4 separate regions of the Mus musculus genome follow, and all the other regions are linked to region 1. The links are chromatin contacts, called in public HiChIP or PLAC-seq, Micro-C and promoter capture Hi-C maps. All regions are on one chromosome and are shown on one strand. Each heading gives the region's core, a stretch centred on a gene start, on an enhancer-like site or on the middle of the called end of the contact. The rest is flanking DNA. Distances are from core to core; before and after follow the strand shown. Region 1 holds the start of R3hcc1l (R3H domain and coiled-coil containing 1 like). Region 2 holds the start of Marveld1 (MARVEL (membrane-associating) domain containing 1). Region 3 holds the start of Sfrp5 (secreted frizzled-related sequence protein 5). Region 4 holds the start of Golga7b (golgi autoantigen, golgin subfamily a, 7B).

Evidence for each region. Promoter capture Hi-C pulls out the DNA fragments that hold promoters and counts their contacts. A called contact is a pair of places that touch in the nucleus more often than the background predicts. HiChIP or PLAC-seq counts read pairs in DNA pulled down with a chosen protein or histone mark.
Region 2: a contact with region 1 is called in an HNF4G HiChIP or PLAC-seq map of pancreatic cancer cells. The contact joins the promoter of Marveld1 here to the promoter of R3hcc1l in region 1. A contact is called at or near these places in 2 of 39 promoter capture datasets (hippocampal neurons and liver) and 2 of 115 datasets of contacts at active chromatin or transcription factors (memory CD8 T cells and pancreatic cancer cells).
Region 3: a promoter capture Hi-C map of stem cell-derived epiblast-like cells shows a contact between it and region 1, with 6 times the contacts expected there. The contact joins the promoter of Sfrp5 here to the promoter of R3hcc1l in region 1. A contact is called at or near these places in 9 of 39 promoter capture datasets (the 3T3-L1 cell line, the C10 cell line, embryonic stem cells and 3 more), 2 of 484 Hi-C or Micro-C datasets (cerebellar granule neurons and embryonic stem cells), 1 of 115 datasets of contacts at active chromatin or transcription factors (astrocytes) and 1 of 9 other capture datasets (embryonic stem cells).
Region 4: a Micro-C map of embryonic stem cells shows a contact between it and region 1, with 4 times the contacts expected there. The contact joins the promoter of Golga7b here to the promoter of R3hcc1l in region 1. A contact is called at or near these places in 4 of 39 promoter capture datasets (cranial neural crest, embryonic stem cells and stem cell-derived epiblast-like cells), 1 of 484 Hi-C or Micro-C datasets (embryonic stem cells) and 2 of 115 datasets of contacts at active chromatin or transcription factors (SST interneurons and neural tube).

The regions. Positions count from the first base shown.
Region 1 is chr19:42,516,981-42,520,628 of GRCm38.p6, reverse strand. R3hcc1l (R3H domain and coiled-coil containing 1 like) reads right to left here and starts at 1,824. Exons shown (of 7, transcript NM_177464.4): 1 at 1,772-1,824.
Region 2 is chr19:42,145,826-42,149,473 of GRCm38.p6, reverse strand. It overlaps Marveld1 (MARVEL (membrane-associating) domain containing 1), which reads right to left and starts at 2,085. Exons shown (of 2, transcript NM_183195.2): 1 at 1-2,085. The coding sequence starts at 1,825. The coding sequence ends at 1,304.
Region 3 is chr19:42,200,298-42,203,945 of GRCm38.p6, reverse strand. Sfrp5 (secreted frizzled-related sequence protein 5) reads left to right here and starts at 1,694. Exons shown (of 3, transcript NM_018780.3): 1 at 1,694-2,454. The coding sequence starts at 1,935.
Region 4 is chr19:42,253,700-42,257,347 of GRCm38.p6, reverse strand. Golga7b (golgi autoantigen, golgin subfamily a, 7B) reads right to left here and starts at 1,609. Exons shown (of 5, transcript NM_027694.2): 1 at 1,165-1,609. The coding sequence starts at 1,176.

The DNA of each region.
Region 1 (3,648 bases), core at 575-3,074:
TTCCAGGACAGCCAGGACTATACAGAGAAACCATGTCTCAAAAATGAAAAACAACAACAACAACAAAAAAAAAAAAACCCTATACATGTATGCATATATGGGGGGGGGGAATAGAGACACAAAAATTGTCCTATAGAATTCTATTCTTGTCAATATCTGAGTCATAGTTAATTGTCCTGCTAGGAGCTACACTACATAGTGAAATACACTCAAGTACAGGTTACAAACAAAAGACCAGTCCAATTTAAACTGACAAGATAAAAAAATAAAAAAAAAAAGAAAGAAAGAAAAAGAAAAGCAATCTCTAGAAAAGTATTTACTTAAGAGCATACCCAATAACCACGTCAGAGCAGCACTATGGGAAACCTAGGCAACCCTAAGAGTGAAAAAGAGTAATTTTTTTTTTTTTAAAGAGGAGCTCTTCCTGGCCTGGAATTCACTACCCAGACTAGGCTACCAAAATCTCCGAGACCAGCCAGCCTCCGACTCTGGTACTGGGATTAAAGGCTGCTGTTGCTTGTTATTGTTGTTGTGGTTACTACTAGGGAGAGAATTCAGAGCCTTATGCAATCTTACCAATGAACTACAGACACCTCAACCCTGCGCTAAATAGCTCAGGCAGCTATTATTACATGAGTAAGTAGTGCCTGCAACCCACAAACCCTAGACACTGGTGGTTCAGCACCAAGCTTCGGGAGCTCTAAGTCTTAGGGGATGCTTGTCATGTGTAGTGCTTCCAAGAGCGGAAACCGAGCAACAGGGGCAGCTGGCTGTGTGTCGCATGCTGATGGGCCTCGAAGTTTGACACCGATTCCACAGGTGGTCAAGCCCTAATGTCACCTCTCCGCTTGAAACCTTGCTTTAACACTTGTAGGTTTCATCGCAGTTTCTAAAGACACCATTAACTCCGGTCTTCATAAAGACATGACCGTTGATTTTAAAATCCAACTGACCTGGACCACACAAGAGAGGGTACAGGAACTTTATTTTAAATGTTTTCTAGCACAAACGTCTCACACATAGATCATAACACTGAAAAGCATAGTACAAAAGACCCTGCACCCCCTCTTTTTTTTTCCAGACAGAGAAACCAAGGTGGTGGTAATAGGACTACAAAAGACCACAGGTCCATCAAGTGGCCAACCCATCATCCTCTCAGGATTCAGACTCTATAAACCCCGTACTCTTTCCCTCACAACTCAGATGCGACGAAAAAAAAGTTTGTAAGACAACTTTCGATAAAGTGGGTTGGAAGTTTTCTGAGGACCGCCCGAGAAGAGCAGGAAGAACATCCTACTTTACAAACTGTTCCCGGCCAGCCCATAGCCCGGGGGTCCTAGCAGCGGAGCAGAAGTGCCACTGCCCGGGAATCGCCCGCGGCCCCGGGCTGTCCCGAAGCCACCTCGGTGGTCCACAGCTCCGCAGCCCAGAGGGGTCCTAAGACCCCGCTCGCTACCTGGTGACTGGAGACGATTTCTACCAGAAAGAAGCATTAGGGCAGAGGCCCAAGGCAGGCCTCCGGCCCCTTAGAAAACAGAAGAGACCGGAGGGTGGCCCTCCCGCCCCGGGGCTCCAACAGGTCGAAGGGCGGAAGCTTCCCAATAACCTCCGCCCCAGGCGGGGGCCTGCCCCGCGCGTCACCGGAGGAAAAGAAAACCAGCGTTAACACACAGGAGGAAAGAGGGTCCTCTCCCGAGCCGGAGGAAAGACGCGAGGGCAACCAGCACCAGCTCAGGGAGAGAAAGAATCGGGTTCAAGGGTTCGTGGTTACCGGGACGCTGTCGCTCTCCGCTTCCGCTGCCACCATGAAGCGCCTGCTCTTCCGCTCGCCGCTGGGGTGCGCGCCAGGCCTTGGCTCCGCCCACGCCGCGGGACCTCCTGGGAGTTGTAGTCTTCGCGAGCCCCTGTCGCGTCGCGTGGGGGGCGGGGCCGGCAAATGGAGAGGGCGGGAGGGCGTTGACGCTCCTCTATCTCCTGTATCGTCCATCCTCCATCTCAACCCTCAGCTGTGAAAGCGCTCAAATCTTCTCACGTCCTGCTCAATCATAACCGTGTCTCTTTCCTCGTCCACGGGCGAGTTTCTTCGAGCGTAATCTGCACTTAGCGTCTCTACTTCCTTCCTTGTGTGTGCTGAGTTCTACACTGCAGCTTCTGCCCCCCGCAGAAAATGTCCTTGTTGCAGCCAGTGTCCTTGTCGCCAAACCCACTGCAAGTATTTTCAGGCTGTCTAACTTAAGCATTAGTCATTGAAGCTCTTGGACATTATCATTTATTTTCTATGACACTATCCAGCTTTGCCTTCCTCATTCCATGCCGTTCGACTCGGTCTCTTCCTGTAATTCTCCCCCCCCCCCCCGAACTCACCTCTTGAATATTGTTCTCTGCAATTCTTAGAATAAGGAAGGGGAGCGTCCAGCCCGGCCCCTTTTTTTGCTTTAGCTTATCGTACTCCCAACTTCTAGACGACCCTATCTCATTCCTATCTTGCAGACTTGTCAAAAAATGGCTTGAACGCTTTGGTGGCGCGAATGGTATAGCCCTGTGATTGGCAAACAGGTGAAGTGCCCAGGATTCGATCTCGGAACTATACAAGAAAAAAAGAAATATTTGAAAAGTTCATACTGTGTCTCTCCTCTCTGTTCACTGCCTTCCCATCTATCTCCAATGCCTCTTCATCTACATTTGAATGCTAACCAAACCCTGTAGAGGCTCTCTCTCTAGCATTTGAGTCTGTTCTTTATTTCCACTGCCAGATACTTAATTCCCACTTGCTTAGTTTCTTAGCTGATTACTGTTCTCCTTACTGATCTCAGTACGGCTGTGGGGTCCTTACTGCCAAAGGCCGAGTTGTGTAAATAACAAATTTAATCAAGTCGTGTTTGTGTTAAAACCCTGTAAAGACACCATTCGATTGAGTTTGAGAGAAGGAATGAAGGTGAACACCTTGGAGCTTTTACAAAATAGTAGTTCCCAATCCACTACTCTCCTTCCCATCCCTTACCAGATCTGATTATGGGATAGGTTAGATGTGAGCCTTCCTAAAAAGTTTCCCCCTCGGGTGAGCTGACCACTCAGCAAAATGGTTGTATATTATTGCTTACAATGGGCCAGTGCTGGGGCCGAAAATAATGAGCAGACCAGTGCCTACCCCTGTGGATTTATGGTCCCTTAAGAAGAGACAGATACTAGTCAAATGGTTCCATAGCAAAAAACAAAAGCAGCAACAACAAAAAAAAATCGTCATCAGCTGAGCTAGGAATTGTGGGAGTAAAGTAACCTGTCCTTCTCTCTACTTCCTGCCATAGCCTAAGCTGGGGATCAAAGCATGGTCCTCGGTCTGAGTAGACCAGGGAGAGCCAAACTGTCAAATACTTGGATTGAATCATATGCCAATGCCCAGGTAGGCCTGGTAGGGAAACCAGGAACCGCTAAATGTGGGATGCTGGGAAGCAGAGCTATGTTAACTAGTTTAGCAGAATGGGCCTGAGCCAGCAGACCACAGATCTTGCAAGGCACAAATCAAGTTTGCTTCATTCATCAGGCCTTTGTTGAATATCTGCTGCCCCGTGGTTTGTTTTCCTGGCCACTGGCAAAAGATACTATGTGTGCCATAAAAATCAACAAATGATAAAACATGGTGTTCCCCAC
Region 2 (3,648 bases), core at 836-3,335, 370 kb after region 1:
GTCAATGCCAGGATCTCTTTGAATTGGGGGATCATCTGGATATCCTTGGCTTCTTGTTTCCAACAACGTGAATGAATATTCAACTCTTCTCAGGTCTCTAGCTAGGGAGGGGGTCCTAGCTCCTTTGTCACTGGGTGGACCCCCAGTTAGAGTTAGGGAAAAAAGAGCTTCCTAATTTTCAGTGGGTCAACCTGTAGGCATGACCTAGACAGCATAGACACAGTCTTGCGGTGGGGATGGCTTAGGCCCAATAGTTACTCCAGTGAACTGAATTACCATGTGTGGCTGCGATACCTGCAGAACTTCTCAGAGAGACCGCATTGTGCTAACAAACATTGTGAATGTGCTCGGGAAGGCAGCACCATTGACAGACCCGTTTGCCTTCTACCCCTTCTTTGGGAAGTAACACAGTACTGGCTCCCTAGACAACCCACTGCTTTAGAGGAAAGAGTGTGCTTCTAATATTAGAACAGCTGTTTGGAAGAGCGGGATCTGGGTTCCCAAAGAGGTGGGCAGCACCTTAATGATCGCCGTTGGCCACGTGGGATCCCCAATGCAAACATATTTATAGGTGGAGTGCGGCGGAAGCTAGTGAGTGACATCTGAGAGGCCAGGGAAGTTAGTACAGTTGGCCCAATCTGAATGAACACCAAGGATTTAGGCGGAGAGAAGACTTGCGTCGTTAAGTAAGGTATAGCCAGCAGGCCTTTGCTATCCACCACTTCTGTAGCTGACTCCACCCAAAGACTTCGTAGACGTAGGGCTGCGCAGGGAGAGAGCCAAACTACAACTAAAGACGTCATCCATCATCCATCCTAGCACTAGCTAAAGCCTGTCCCCAGCTCCTCTTGCAGCTGCCTGACTGCATTCTACACCTCCCTAGGCTGGAAGAGGGGGCAGGGAAGGGATGCTCTTCCGACTGCAGGGCAGGAGGGAGGGGGCAATGGCGCAGTCCAAAGACTGGTTCCAATTTGGGAGCCTCCCCCGGATCTACGCGGCGGCGCCTGTCCACGTCTAGCTCTCGACAGGGAATGAGGAAAGGGACTTCCAGGCTTCGCCTGAAGCGGCCCAACTGGGTGTGTGCGTCGGCGCCTCGGATGGCTGCGTGGGTCCCTGGAAGCTGATATCTGGGCTGAGCTGCGGTACAGCAGTCAGACTAGAACTGAACGTCGGGGATCCAGGGCGCGGGCAGTGGAAACGCAGGCAGGGAGAGGGTGCAGGGGCACACCGGCACTAGGCGGCGGCAGGAAGGGTTCGGGAGGGATTCCCTAAACCGATCTGGGCCGCGGTGGAGCGGGTGGCCTCACACCACCTCCTCCTTGCCCTGGTAGCGACGGCAGCAGCCGTAGAGTGCCGAGAGTAGGTAGAGGCCGAGGCAGAGGCCGCCGCAGACAGAGGCCGCCAGGAAGGCATGGTAGGCGCAGGGCAGCCGGTAGTTCTTGAGGTTGCAGTAGCTGTGGCGCTGCGTCTGGTCGATCATGATGCCCGTCGCCGCCCCGTAGAGAGCAGCCGCCAGCAGGTCGTGCGCCACGTTGACCACGAGCCAGCGCGAGCCCAGCACGGGCACCAGCTCCTGCTTGCCCAACAGCGTGATGAAGTAGAGCCCCAGGGTGAGCAGCCAGAAGAGCACGGACACGAAGAGCGCGAAGTGCACCGGGCCCTGGTACTTGCTGGTGGCAATGGTGATCCAGAAGGCGGCTCCGGCCAGCAGCTGCAGCAGCCGCAGCACGCCCAGCGGGCCGCGCAGGAAAGCCCGCTGCAGGCGCAGGGAGCCGCGGGCCGTGCGCGCCTGGGGCGGCGGCTGGCGCGGGGGCGGCGGGAGCATGGCCCCCGGACGCGGCGGCGGCGGCGGCGGCGCCCCGAGCAGCGGAATGGCGGCGCCTTGCTCGCGGGGGCGGCCCGAGCCCGGGCCCGCTGCTCCCGCTGCTCCCGCTGCTCCCGCTGCTCCCGCTGCTCCCGCTGCTCCCGCTGCTCCCGCTGCTCCGAGGCCTGCCCTCCTCCCTCTACTTCAAGTCCTCAGCGCTGCTTCTCATCGGCACCCTTCCTCCCTTCTCTCCTTTTTCTCCCTCTCTCCAGCCCTCCTACTCGCTCTTTGGCCGTCCCCTTCGTTGGTCTCCACCCCTCCTCGCGCCTCCCAGCTTCCTGCCGTCGCGCCCTCCACCCTGGCTACCCCCCCTTTCTCCTCCGCTCCCATTCCTTCCTTCTGCAGCCAGGGCTGAATGCCCGCACCCCCCTGGCCCATGACAGGCCTTTTGCCCAGGCTGCTGGGCCAAGTTTGCCACATCTGGAGCCACCCCAGCCCTTCCTGCCTCGCAGGCCTGGCCGATCTTAGGTCTTCGAGAAGAAAGCTACAACAGCCTCTGCCCAGCCTGTGGCTGGACCCTCTTGATTCTCTCCAGTCACAGGAGACTGGAGACATAATTCTCTCCCATCGAGGCGTCCCATCAAGCCTGAGTAAGCAGGAGGTCTGAACTGACAGTTGTTCTCACTGGGACATCCTCAGTACCCTTCACTTGCCCACCACAAACTCGCCTGTCCAAAGCTGGTCTCAGACTGTCTTGCCATGAAGGTCTCTTGGTCAGTGTAAGAAAACTATCACTCACTGGAGGCCCAGCTGCCTTACCCACAGCGCACAGAGCATAGCAACGCCAAACACTTCGACCATTCCTTCCTGGCCATCTTTGCGTCTTGCTTAGATTAAAAACATGTCACCTAACATGGTCAGGACAGGCCTAGGTCTCAGAGATGGCATGTCCCGTATGCTTAACTATTGACCTAGATGGCAAGGATCCCAACGATGCCAAGGTTCATTGACATTACAGGGCCCTCTCTATGTAAGCTTCCCGCGACCCAAGACAGGAGAGCAATAGTTGTTTTCATTTTTCCTGAAGACTGAAGGGTTTCAGACCAGGAAGCCAGAGATGGCTTCTCTGCTCTCCACCCCACCAAAGAGCCAACCTTTGTGCTTCAGCAATGTTACACAACTGACCTGGCTGTTCCCAACCCAGTATGGAGCTGTGTCCTGTCAATGTGGCACATTACATAATCTGTCCCCAACCAACTTCCAGTTTCTTGGGTTTTTTCCACTTCCTTCCCCAACTCATGTCCAAACTCTGTCACTTATGAACTGCAAGTTTCCCACATGAACTCAGAATGCTCTTTATTTTCCAGACACTCCCTCACCAGCAGACATACCCAGTTTAAGCACTTACTGGTTTAAGGTTGAGCTCCCCACATTGACAATTATTTGTTTGTCTGGGCCTCCATTTGAATCATCCCTAGTTCTGAGTCTACTACATCAAAAACTGGTCTATTCTGGCTTATCCATCTTTGCCTGAGCCTGGCATGTAGGAGCCCCTCAGTACATACAAATGGAGTTGCTTGCCAATTGGCTGCAGGAATAGTACTGGACCTAAGTGTGGTGATTTGAATAGATACATCCCACATAAACTCACTGCTTAGCCCATAAGGATTGGCACCGTTAAGAGGTGTAGCCTTGTTGGAATCAGTGTGGCCTTGCTAGAGGACCTGTTTCACTGTGGCTGTGGGCTTTAAGGTCTCATGTGCTCAAGCTGGAACACTGTGGAACACAGTCTCTTTCTGCTGCCTGCGGATCAAGATGTAGAATTCTCAGCTCCTTCTCCAGCA
Region 3 (3,648 bases), core at 445-2,944, 320 kb after region 1:
GATGCTACACATAAAGGAAAGGCCCCAGCTGGCTTATACGTGGACTCAACTATGTCAACCAGGACATCAGAGGCATCCCATCCCAACCTGGACTGCCTGCTTCCTCTGCTCCATCAGCTACATGAAGGACCAAGCCTTTGTACCTCATATATATCAGCATGTGGCAAGTGTCCTCTATGTGTGGAGTGGATACTATAGTGTGGGTCCACCTCTCTCCGCTACATGAGCAGGTCGGTTAGAAGCCAAGAGCCCTGGAAATATTGAGGAGCAAAGAGAAGAAGGAAGGACAATTGGGGAGAAACGCTCCTTATTCAAAGTGGAGCCAGTCCCTACCCCCTCAATCCCTACCCCCCTCACATATACTCCACTTTCCCACCCCCGGCCCTTTGGAAGCTCGTCCCCGGAAGGGAAGCCAGAGGTCTGGTGAAACCAATAAGAGCCTCCTTCCGCAAGCCTCTGTTCCAGTTCCTCTCACAGAAAAGTCAAGGAAGACAAAACCCAGACAGACACTAAGCGTGGGATCCTGGAAGTCACCTTTCTGATGTCTGCTTGGAGGACAGAAGCAGTTCTCCTTACACCCACAGTGTTTCCTGCCCAGGCTGGACTCTATCTTGCCCAACAATAGTGACTCTGCTCTTTGGAGCCTACCGCCTGAATCAGACCCTGCCCTCCTTAGCGCATGACCCTGGGACAGTTAACCCCACGTCTCCAAATCCTCAGAATCCAGACCTTCAGGTTGTTGATGTGTGCTCTGACTCTGGAACCGCACTACCTATATCCAATGGCCACTTGGAATCCTCACCTGACCTCAGCTTCAGCATCTTTATCTGTAAAGTAGTGATAATAAATGGTTCCTACCCTCCTTAGGGCATCACTGTGAAAATTCCATGAGGTAGGTTATGAAATGTGCCTAGGACAGTCTCCAAGCACAGCTAGCACCTATTGGGTGTGAGCTTTCATTAGAAAAGGGCATGGATAGCCGGGCGGGGTGTGCATGCCTTTAATCTTAGCACTCGGGAGGCAGAGGCAGGAGAATCTCTGTGAGTTCGAGTCCAGCCTGGTCTACAAATTGAGTTCCAGGACAGCCAGGGCTGTTACACCGAGAAGCCCTGTCTCAAAAACAAAAACAAAAAAACATAAACAGATGTTTATAAGGTCGTTCAGTGATGCACATTATGCATGGCACTTAGTAGGGATTCATTAAATAGAAGCCAAAATTCCCTTTACCCTGCCCCCTCGGGTGCCACGGATTTGTCTTAGCCATCTGCTATCCCTAGAGGGCTGCCAAGTGCCTGGCATTGGACAGAACCTCAGGGCATACTTAAAGACCTCAGGGTGAAGCTCTGCTTGCCTGGCCAGGAGGGCGTGGATGGCCAAGAGACTCCATTATCTGAGAAGAGCGATGGAGGTGTTGGAGAAGGGAAACCAGAGCCGAGCAGGGAAAGGCCGAGGCACAGAGATAAGCAGGTGAAGTGAGTGAGAAAAGGAACAGGAGAGAGACTGTGGTGGAGAGAGATAAAAAGACGAAGCAGGGGGCAAGGGTGAAAAAAATGCTGAGCCCCCAGGAAAAGGCACAAGGAGAGGTCTGGGCAGCAGAATAGTTGACGGGTCAGGGTCGCGAGGCGAGGCGGGACCCGAGGGACCCGAGCCGGGCGGGAAAGACTCAGGGTTCCTCCCAGGTCCGCCAACCCGGGGCGGGGGTGGGAGGTGAGGGGGACCAGCGGCTGCAGATTGGCTAGGGAACGGCGAAGCCTGGGCTGGAGCCCCGTGGTGGGAGGCGCCTGGATCACTCCGGCAGCGGAGCGGAGCAGAGACTGCCACCTACTTGGACGACCCTAGTAGCAGCCGGCTTCAGGGAACATCCCAGCCGGGGCGCACGCCGGGCAGCGGGGCGCCGAGCACCGAGCCGTCGGGGCAGGCCGCAACATCCAGCCATGTGGGTGGCCTGGAGCGCACGGACGGCCGCACTGGCGTTGCTGCTCGGGGCGCTGCATGGGGCGCCAACACGCGGCCAGGAGTACGACTACTACGGTTGGCAGGCCGAGCCGCTGCACGGCCGCTCCTACTCCAAGCCACCGCAGTGCCTCGACATCCCCGCCGATCTGCCGCTCTGTCACACGGTGGGCTACAAGCGCATGCGGCTGCCCAACCTGCTGGAGCACGAGAGCCTGGCCGAGGTGAAGCAGCAGGCAAGCAGCTGGCTGCCACTGCTGGCCAAGCGCTGCCACTCAGACACCCAGGTCTTCCTCTGCTCGCTCTTCGCTCCCGTCTGCCTGGACCGACCCATCTACCCCTGCCGCTCGCTGTGCGAAGCCGTGCGCGCCGGCTGCGCTCCGCTCATGGAGGCCTACGGTTTCCCTTGGCCCGAGATGCTGCACTGCCACAAGTTCCCCCTGGACAACGACCTCTGCATCGCGGTGCAGTTCGGGCACCTGCCTGCCACCGCGCCTCCAGGTAGCGCCTTTGCGCCCAGAGCGCCTCGGACTGATCCTCTCCCCAAACCCTCATCTGTACTCCCCGATAGGTGCCAAGCCCCTATACACAGCGCCCTGGCACTGTCTCCTTTTTCCTTCCAACCTTTATAAACTTGAAGCTCTGGGTATTCCCACTAGTTCTCTCCCAACTCTGACCTGTACCTTGTGCAACTCACAGCACGCTCGGTTTTCCGAGCTGCGGAATCCCTGGAAGCCTTGGAGACGTCCCTCATAAATGCCGTATTCCTTTCCTCATCTCAAGGATGCTTGGGGTCGCTAGGCAGTTTCTTTGACCTGAACTGCCGACACCCAGACAAGCGCTACTCCTTCCCTGACCTCGGGAACTTTGAGAAGAGGCGGGTGGTTAGGGAAGCCCTGAGGGCCCTCGTTTCAAGGCCTGTAACCCTAACTTCCCCTCCTCCCAATTCCTAGGCTTTTGGGTACTTTACTTTTCTGAACCTTCTTTGCCCAGCAGTGAAGTCCAGCATCTTGAGCTCCCAAGCCCTGCTTCCCACTGGCTCGTTATACTGCCATTAGACCTGATTTCTGATTCATCTTCCTTTTCATTGTGCAGGTCCTCAAAGCTGTCCCATATCTGGGGGCCACACCCCCTCCTCCTTTCTCCAAGAATGCCTGTCCTCTTCCAAACTGGCCTGAGCCCCTAGCATCTCCCCCGCCCCCCACATACACACCCATAGCTCCCAGCAGGCAACCTTTGCCTGTTAACTGGGATAGTGAGCGCTCCCGTGAGCCCCCACAGCTGGAACATTCAAATCTCCCCCCCCCCCCGCCCCACCACTCCTCCCAAAGCATCTGAGCTCCTCTTTGTATCGCCCTAACCCCTCTCAAATTAATCAGCTTGGTCTTAGGAGCCTCCCACCTTCTCCTTCTCCCTCTCTGGGGGATTCTGGGAGGGAAAAGTCTCTATCTTGAAGGCTGAGAGTGGCAGGCAGGAATAGAGTCAGCTAAGCAAGAAATCCACGGTTCCCAGAATCCTCCAGGTTCCTTTTATAGTTTCTTTGGAGCCCAAACATGAACAGCAGGACAAACTCAGGCTCAGAACCCTGTCCTGGCCCTACCTTGCTACCCATGACTCCCCTTCTCACAGCGAGGCTTGTCACCTGGAGGCCAGCACACAAGAGAACCCAAAGGCAGGTTGTAGAAAAGTGTGAGT
Region 4 (3,648 bases), core at 360-2,859, 260 kb after region 1:
GCCCATTAGATCACACTAGCAACTGCTGCTGTGGTCTGCCAAGCCTGCCTGCCCATGGGAAGGCGGGGGTTCTGGGAGGGCACGAATCCCTGCTAGCTAACCTCGTGCAACATCAGCAGGCAAACAATGCCAAGCAACATCAGGAGATCCAATGGAATGATGGCAGTAGCACTTGGTACTGATGTCATGCCACTCGCCGGAATCCCAGAGGCACCGCACAGAATCACTCACAGGCCTTTGCTCTCCTCCTTGGCAGTGGTCCAGCTAGGCTGGAAATGGGGAGTCACCACAAAAGCCGGCAGCAGCCGAGCTGGGGAGACCCAGTGTGCTGCAACACTCTAAAAATTCAAAGAAACTTTCAGCTCTGCTGTTGGCATGCTGTGTGGGTACCGAGCCAATCCTTTCTTCCGTATGTCAGCTTCACCATGCGTAAAGAGCTCTCCCCGGGGAGGAGTAACCTCTGGGGGTAGAGACACAAGTCCCGACTTCTTACACATTATGCCAAGATTTTGTCCTTAGCTAACAGGTCCCTTGGTCTATAGACACACTGTGAAGCACACAGTCGCTTCCCCCTCACAGGCAAATGTGGATACACTGAGAACAGCAGCTCAAATGGAGAAGGAAAGAAATTCTCAAAAGTGGGGGCTGGTGCAGGAGGTTCATTAAAACCAACCCTTTGGGTTCTGGGCCTGAGCATGTCTTTTTCCACGTTCTCCTCCTAAGGAAATGTGGATGTGAGGGAAGGTGTGTCTTCCCTAGACAAGCATTTGGGTTAGAAGCAGGATACTGCACCGCATAGCAACAACAGCAGTAGGCCACCTTCCCTCCCCTTACACAGGTGTGCAGGGATCTCCAAACCTCTAGGGAGTCAGAACCCTGTGTTCAGGAGAAGGGGAAACCCCAGACCAGCTGGGACTTGGTGCTATTGGTAACAAGTAGATTCCCAGGGCTCAGAGTGGCATGGGCAAGATTGACATGTCAAAGGTGAAGGGACCCCTCAGCAAAGCTCTGCTTATATGCCATGCCACTCCACACCTCCCACCATGAACCCAGGGAACCACCCTCTACCCCCATCCACCCCCGTCTTCTCCTCGTGCCCAGTCTGCCCCTAGTGGGGAATCATTCCCTGAGGCATTGCCTGCGGGTTAAGGTGTTGGGCCCTACCTCAGTGGCCATCTTCAGGGCGTTCTGACCAGTCCTTGGCTGTCGCTGGGCTGGTTCAGGGGGGCTGTCCGCGGTGCTGATAGGAAGAGCCGGTGGGCTGGCCGAGGCCAGCGAGGGCCTGGGCGCTGTCCGCGGTACTGATGAGATCGCCGAAACCTGAAGCGCGCTCCTGCCGACCGGAGGGTCCCTGAAAGGTGGTCCGTGCTGTCCACGGTGCTGACGCGGGAGCCGGACCGGGGAGGCGAGGCCGCGCCGGAGGCTCCTCACCACCCGATCGCCTGCTGCCAGGGTTCCTGCAGGCAATGGCCCGGTTTTATCTTTGACAGTGGCAGCAGCGGCGGGCACGGGGGCGGCGGGGGAAGGAGGGGCCAGCGCCTCGGCGGGCGGGGAGGGGGAAGCCGCGGCCCCCAGACTCCGGCACCCGCCGGAGAGGAGCCCCGCCCGCGGCCACCGGCTCCGCTCCCGCCCCACCCCGTCCCGCCCCGCCCAGCGCCCCGCCTCTCCTGCCTGCCCTCCCCCCCAGCAGGAGTGCCTAGAGCGTTGCGCTAGCTTCCACCGCCTCCGGGGACTTCCAGAAGCTGAAGAAAGAAGATGGGCTCTGCTGCAAGGCACCCGGCCTGCAATACGGAAGGCCCCACCATCCACAGGCCGCCAGCCTCTTACCTTTCCAAACACCTTCAAATTCTCACTCTAACCTTCCCGTCCTGCCCCAAGCACTACCCAGCCTTATGGGAACATTCCCTTCCCTCTTTTCTCCTTTCTGCTTCCTTAAATGGGTAAAATCCCATTAGCTAGGGGAAAATGCTGCAGATATAAGAGAGCATTTTCTTAAAACACATACGCACATTTCATCCCCAGGTTTTCCCTAGGGCCCTTTCTTTTATGGAAGCCAGTCTTTCTTTATGATCCTCCTAGTCCAGGTCCCACCCCTTACACTTCTGTCTCCCTACAGCCATCCCAGAGTTTATACACACTCCCACAATACCCAATTACCACCACTAATCAAAAACCACATGCCAAACCGGTATGCCCACTCTCCAAGGTGGTAATTTGGCATTAGGCCTTCCAATCAAATGGTTTATCTACTTAATAAGCAGAAAGGAAACCCCAACACAGGTGTCTTTGAACACATCCACAATAACCCCAGATCTGTGTCTGAGGGGAGCTGGGTACTTCTTCTACAGCCTGGCTGCCCACAGGTCAGCAGCGTCGGCCATGACATAAAACTGGAGTAGGTGCCACAACAGGCAGCCAGAAGACCTGACTCCAGGTCAGACTTCTCCCGATTTCCTACCTTGATTAGCTGTCTCACTCCCTGAGTTTACGGTCCTCTTTCTGCAGGATATACTTGTTGCCCTTCTTCATTAGCCTATAGCTAGGGTCCTTTCTTCTTCTACCAAATTTCCCATTTAAAATTTCCAAACATACAGGAGAAGTTGGGGAAAAGACATTTGCCAGAACAGTCTAACTAACTCAGTCAGCAATAGTATTTTTACATTTGATTTTGATTTGTTGGCTTTGCTGACGGAAACTGGATCAAGGAGACGTATATAATTTCACTAGATTATCAGAAAGCGATAGATTCCACAGTTTTATCCTTAAATACTTCAGCACTCATCCCCTCAGAATAAGAACATTTTCCTGAGGCAGGTGTGATGGTGCACACCTTTAATCTCGGCGCTCCTGAGGCTGAGGTGGGTGGAGAGACGTGAGACCTTGTCTCAAAAAGCAAAATAACATTCTTCTCTGTAATCACAATATCATTATCATGTCTTTTAAAATTCCATGGTAACCCTACTATTTTAGGATGGTTTGTTACCCCAAAGACATATTAATAGCTTTTTTTTCAGCAGAACTTTCTATTTTTAATACCAAACATTTATGGATCACTTAATGTGTGCCAGACAGTTCTACACTGCACATATATTTTGAAATCCTGACAATTGCTGTGAGTTACATTTTTTATTTTTTAAAATCTGTCTCTTTATCTGTCTCTCTGTATCTCTCTTGTGTCTTCCTGTCTGTCTGTCTGCCTCTCTCTCTCATGTGTGTGTGGGGGGAGGTGGATTTATGCTCTGAGTGCCACTGTGTGGATGCCACAGAGCCCGTGGGCAGGTGATCAGAGGACAACCTTAAATGTCATTGTCAATCTATACCTTCCATAGGGTCTTTTGTTTGCCTCTGCATAGTCCAGGCTAGCTGGCTTATCTCACCATATGAGCACTAGGTTCCAGGCATGCCATATCTGACTTTTTTACATAGACCTTGGAGATTTGAACCCTCCTCGCTGTTGCACAGCAATCACTTTAGCTGCTAAGCCATCTCCCCAGCCCCACTCCATATTGTTGTCACCCTTCAGCATCCCAGAATAACTCATCCCTTCAGCATCCCAGAATAAGATGCCCAAAGTCTCCCATGAGAAGGATTTAGACAGAAACAGTCAAGCTCTAAAAGTAGTGTGTGGTCTGTTCCCTGACTACCCTG